Linked DNA regions of Urocitellus parryii: region 1 is linked to region 2. Evidence: chromatin contacts called from public Hi-C data. All regions are on one chromosome and are shown on one strand. Each heading gives the region's core, a stretch centred on a gene start, on an enhancer-like site or on the middle of the called end of the contact. The rest is flanking DNA. Distances are from core to core; before and after follow the strand shown. Region 1 holds the start of Letmd1 (LETM1 domain containing 1). Region 2 holds the start of Cela1 (chymotrypsin like elastase 1).

The links. Hi-C and Micro-C count contacts between places; a contact is called where the count stands out from the background.
Region 1: a contact with region 2 is called in a Hi-C map of muscle, with 4 times the contacts expected there. The contact joins the promoter of Letmd1 here to the promoter of Cela1 in region 2. A contact is called at or near these places in 2 of 2 Hi-C or Micro-C datasets (liver and muscle).

The regions. Positions count from the first base shown.
Region 1 is chr5:65,097,147-65,099,846 of mUroPar1.hap1, forward strand. Letmd1 (LETM1 domain containing 1) reads right to left here and starts at 1,261. Exons shown (of 10, transcript XR_003301694.2): 1 at 1,131-1,261; 2 at 443-594.
Region 2 is chr5:64,860,973-64,863,672 of mUroPar1.hap1, forward strand. It overlaps Cela1 (chymotrypsin like elastase 1), which reads left to right and starts at 1,433. Exons shown (of 8, transcript XM_026398626.1): 1 at 1,433-1,472; 2 at 2,160-2,242. The coding sequence starts at 1,433.

The DNA.
Region 1 (2,700 bases), core at 11-2,510, 240 kb after region 2:
ATGAGAGACAAGGAATTTCTACTATAGCAAAAACTGTGGTTAAGAAAAGCACAAGAATATAATTCTTCTACCTCCTGTGTTGTCAGAGGTTGTCTCTCAAAACATCTTTCTAGAAACATTCTTTTTTAAAAATATTTTTTAAGTTATAGTTGGACACAATATATTTTATTTATTTATTTTTATGTGGTGCTGAAGATTGAACCCAATGCTTGGCACACACTAGGAGAGCACTCTACCATTGAGCCAAAACCCTAGCCCCTCTAGAAATATTCTTAAGAAGTGCTAATTTATAAGAATTAGTTTAATGCTCAAACATTTATGAAACAGAAGATATCCCAGCTCACACCCCCTTCGCAGAAATTGTAAATGATTTTACTTATTCCAACTCTCTGACATTGCCCAAGAGCTGATTCGGTTATTTCTATTTTAGCTTTGTTTTTACCTTTCATGAAGGTTGTGTACAGGATATAGAAGCGGGGGAAATGACGATTCAAGAAACGATGGTATTTCCCATTAATCGCTTTTGTCTTGGTCACAACATAAGAGATCAAACTCTTCACATCTGCCTTTGGAGAAAGGTGAAGCTTTGACGACCTACAAGGAAGATCAAAGAGACTATCTGGGAACCAGCCCTAGAAACCCCTCACACCTGGGATTCCTAATGTAAAAACAAGTCTCAGAGAATGTATGTCAAGACTTGAAACCTGAAGTTCAAGAAACTTGATCTTGGGGTCAAGGAGAGAGAAGCAATCAGATTGAGAAGGACACATCAGGCAGAAGTCAAGCGGGAAGAGAAGTCTGGAAGTGGTATGAGCCTGGACAGATGCAGGGCTATGGGGCAATCTGAACTGCAAGCTAAGGACAGAGAGGGTGGATGGAGATAGCGGCGGTAAAACCTAAGCCAAAAAAGAGAGGCTGAAAGATGAGCCCGGGTTGTGGGGATCAACCAATATGAAACACTGAGAGTCGAGAGGGTCAGAAATCAGGTCTCTGGCCGGGATCAGAGTTCGAATCCTGCAAAGAAGAATAAAAATCCTGGGGCCAAGGAGTAGAACCCTGAGAATAAGAAAGCAAGTTTGAGCCGCTGGAAAGGCCTGTCAAAAGTGCTTTTCTCTCTCCAGATCCCTCACCAAGGGGCTCCCCAAGCAAAGCCAGGGCGACCAAGTTGCAGTCTCCGAATGACAAAGGGTCCAGGGGTGACGACCGAACCCCAAAGCGCAGTCCGTGCCCAGCACACCCTGGACAGCGCCATTTTCACAGCGAGGGAGGGGGGAAAGAGAGGAGGTCGACTCCAAGTCAAAGTTCACTACCCGTTACGCATGCGCCTTTCCTGAATGCTGATTGGTAGCCGCAGCCTGCTTGGCTCCCGCACGTGTGTGTCTGAGGAAGGTCTCAAAAGGCAAGAGCGGAAGGAGGAGCCAGGATTGGATAAGCAGTCTTCTCTGGTGTAGTGACGCCGGAAACCGTCTCTCCCCGAGGGAGCAAGGGCTGCTGCTTCTGGAGGGGTTTGCGATCCAGAGGTCGCCGTCTCCTTGAAGGCCCTGGTGCCCTCTGCAATTCCCTAGAGCCTTAGGGGTTCCCCGCGCTGCCCTTGACCTCCGCTCGGGGCGACGGGGGCCTTGATCGTTAGGTGTCAGAAGTCAGTTTGGCATTGCCGGGGAACTCGGCGCCTCCTGGGTGTGAGAGGACCCGCGGCGCCCTCTCCTGGTGGCGGCCTAATAGGCCATAACTGTCCACTTGCAGTCATTCGGGACACTTGGTGATTTTTTGTTTGTTTGTTTTTTTGAGAACAAATTTTTTATTCAATGATAGTCCATCTTTAGATGTTTCTTTTTCATGTACACTTTATTTGTTTTATTAGTAAAGCCCTAAAAAGGGAGACCAGTTAATCTCCCTTTTTATTTTTATTTCCAGAACTAGGTTCGTGGAAAATTGTCATTCGTTATGTGTGTACAGCAGAAGTCCAAGCTCGATCTCAAATGTTACTTCTCTGAAAGGCTTTCTCTGACAACCCTCTTTGAAATAGTGCCCACAAAAAGGATACACACTCTCCTCCGTGTCACTCTTTAGTCTTTATTTATAGCACGTATTACTTATGTTGTTTATATATTTATTAACCTCGTTTCATCAGCTTTGTGAACCTGAACTGTGATTTATCCCTTGGCATGGCCCAAAAGAAAAAGTGGTCTACCAGGGCACAGTAACGCATTCCAATCCCAGCTACTTGGGAGGTCGAAGGGAGACCCATTTGTCCTGTTCGCTGCTGCACCTTCAACATTAAATGACATATTTGGTATATATAGTATATGCCAAGTACATATTTTAGAATAAATTAATACTTGAAAGGATTTCTAGAAGTGGCATTTAACTGACTCCCAGCATTAACAGTTCTCTTGGGTACATAGGAGTATTTAATCTCCATGAGGGGTGGTAAAGAGAGCATTCCACTTAAAACCGTGGAATCAAGTATGTCTGTAATTCTAGTGACTAATGACACTGAGTCAGGAGGATGGTAAGTTCAAATCCAGTTTCAGCAACTTAGCAAGATGCTGTCTCAAATTTAAACAAACAAAAAGACTGGCATGTTGCTCAGCACCAGCATCTCTGGGTTCAATCCCCAGTATCAAATAATTAATAAAACCATGGTATCTAAATTAATGTTAGTACTGCCATTTCCTTTAAAGTGTGTAACCTTATACA
Region 2 (2,700 bases), core at 183-2,682:
CTAGGGGGTAAGGCTGGAATAAAGAGTTTATGCTCACTGTGGATCAAAAGAATTGTTATAAGGCTGTGGGTATAAATCTCCATTTTTGTAGTCAAAGAAGGCAGCAAAGCACATCGAAACAACAATGGGGAGAATCTCGACTACCTGTAAATGCTATGAACAAAGGGAACCCAGGCACTTCCCTAAGAACAATTCCACGTCCCTCCCTCAAAACCCTAGAGTCCGAATAACTAGAATCTGATCTGTGAGGGAAGGGGCGTACTCCAGAAAGAAAGAAAAGATATGGGGTGCATGTGAAGGAGTATACCTCTGTGGTGATCTTGGTGGGACCTCCAAATGAGATCTGGCTGGTGATGAGAATCAATCACAGCCAAGTTCCTTTTCCCCAGATGTGAAGATTGAACACCCGAGAAACACTGAAGAAAGCATAGAAAGCAAGTTTTATTTAAAGGATGGAAACAGACTTCTCCCAGGAGAAAGAAGGGGTCCATAGCGGGTATCTGAAGAAGTGGGGGTGTCCTGCCCCTTTTATATATTTTAGAATTTCTTTGTTCTCACACACTCCCCATCCTGCTTACATGACCCATGACCAAAGTGACTCATGATCAAAAGGTGGGCCAAGAGTGGGAATGAAAATGCCCAGTGGTCCAGGAAGAAAGGGAGCAGCCCAGGAGGCATTCATTAACAGCCCCTTGTTGGGAGGAACAATTCCCTGGAAGGAGATCACCTTGACAACAGGTTGCAGCAGGGGAGAGGACTCTGAAGGTATTAGCATTTCAGTACTCCAGTGGCAAGTGACTTGGCCATGAGTGAAGGGAATGTGTCCTGAAGATATTAACATTCCATTTCCTTTGAATCAGCCTCCATCTTCCAGACCCCATTCAGCTTCTATCTTCCTGACCTGATCATCTATTTACACTAACTGCCTGATCTCTGTTCTTGCTTCACTGCCTCAGCTCCCAAGTAGCAGAGATTACAGGTGTGCACCACCATGACTAACTCCTCCTTCCTCTTACTGACCACTCCCCCCTCCTTGCCTTCATCAACTCGTGCACCAGGCAGGTCTTTGCATCTGTGGTGCTTTGGAGGACTGTGGGAGCAGTGACGGATGACAAGGTAGGATGATGAGGGGTGCACCCCAGGGGAAAGCCATCCTGGTTCTCCATTTTATTTCTGAAATTTTGTTGGATGTTTTTCAACTGAAAGCAGATGATTAATTGAGCTCCAACTTTCTTCTGTCTTTGAAGAACAGATTAATTAGTTTACTTGAAAAGAAATCTTTTCATTTGTACTTCCATGTCACCTGTGCTTTTCCCTGCCTTCCACCCACAGCCCTGCCAGCTGGCAGGAAGAAGGTCAGCAAAGCTGCTGATAAGAGGTGTATAAAGAGGTTGGCTCAAGGCAAGGGACAGTGGTCTACTCTGCTGGCAACATGCTGTGCTTCCTGGTGTTCGCCACCCTAGTCCTTTATGGTAAGTGGATCATTTGACCTGAGTTCCACAGTAAGGGGGTTTGATCCGGAGGGTGGGAAAGCCTTCCTGATGCTGGAGCCAGCTGCCTATCCCAGAGGAGAGTGGGACGCTCTGCCTGTGAATCCAGCAAAAGTTCTACTTTTCTGGAGCACATGATAGGAAAGATGAGGGCCATGGTAAGACCCTTCTGGGTGGCAGTTCTCTGAATCATGAAGCAGAAAGAAGCCCCTTCTGGGGGTACCTGGGCTTCTCCACCAGCCTCCTTCGCCAGAGGACATCCTCAGCCAGTGCCCACCTGGGATGTGCATGTCTGTCCCTGTCCCCTGGAGAATCCTGCTAAAGTATGGGAGAGGATTCTTCTCCAGCCCAGGGGTGACCTTGGGTGAGCTAAGATCACAGGGTCCTCTAGTCCCTAGCCTGGTGATTTTGGATAGGTCCTTCACAGCAAGACAGAATTTCAGGACTCCTGGGACTTCTGGCACTGCAGACTCCCTTACTTTCAAAAAAAGGCTCAGAGAACTCAGAGAACTCAGAGCTGGGCCCCTCATTTGTTAGGAAAGAGCTGTGAATTTGCAGACAAAGCTAACATTCCTCAAACACAACCACCACTCCCCACCCCCACCCCCACTTCCACCCAGGGTTGACCCCATGCTTAGTCATCACTCACTTTTCTTCTGTCCCACAAAGGAAACAGCATCCCGAACTTTCCAGAAACTAATGCTCGGGTGGTTGGAGGGACTGAGGCCCAGAAGAATTCCTGGCCCTCTCAGGTGGGTGTTCCTTCACAGCCCAAACTTTTACCCAAATAAGAGTTGCTGCACACTCAGAAAAAGTGTTGTGCTGTCTGTGTGCGTCCTGATCAACAGGCAGCTCTCCAATTGTCTATTTTAAAGATGGATGGGACCAGGCTTGTGTGGATTTCTAAATGCAAAAGCCTTGCAAGAAGGGGTTTGAATATCAGCCATACTCTCCCAGACATGCACCCAAACACAATGACTTTTATACCTCAGAGACACTACTGTGACACACCTGCAGGACTATGTGCTAGACCCACACACTGGGCTTCACATACCTTCAAGCACGCATGCCCTCACCAGCGCATGAAGTACACATGTACACGCACCACACAGTACCACACGCATTGAGCGCTGTGCTTATTTGGCTAGAGTTACCACTTGCTTCATGCAGGAGCTGGCCCCTGATCCAAGCAAATGTAAATATATAAAAC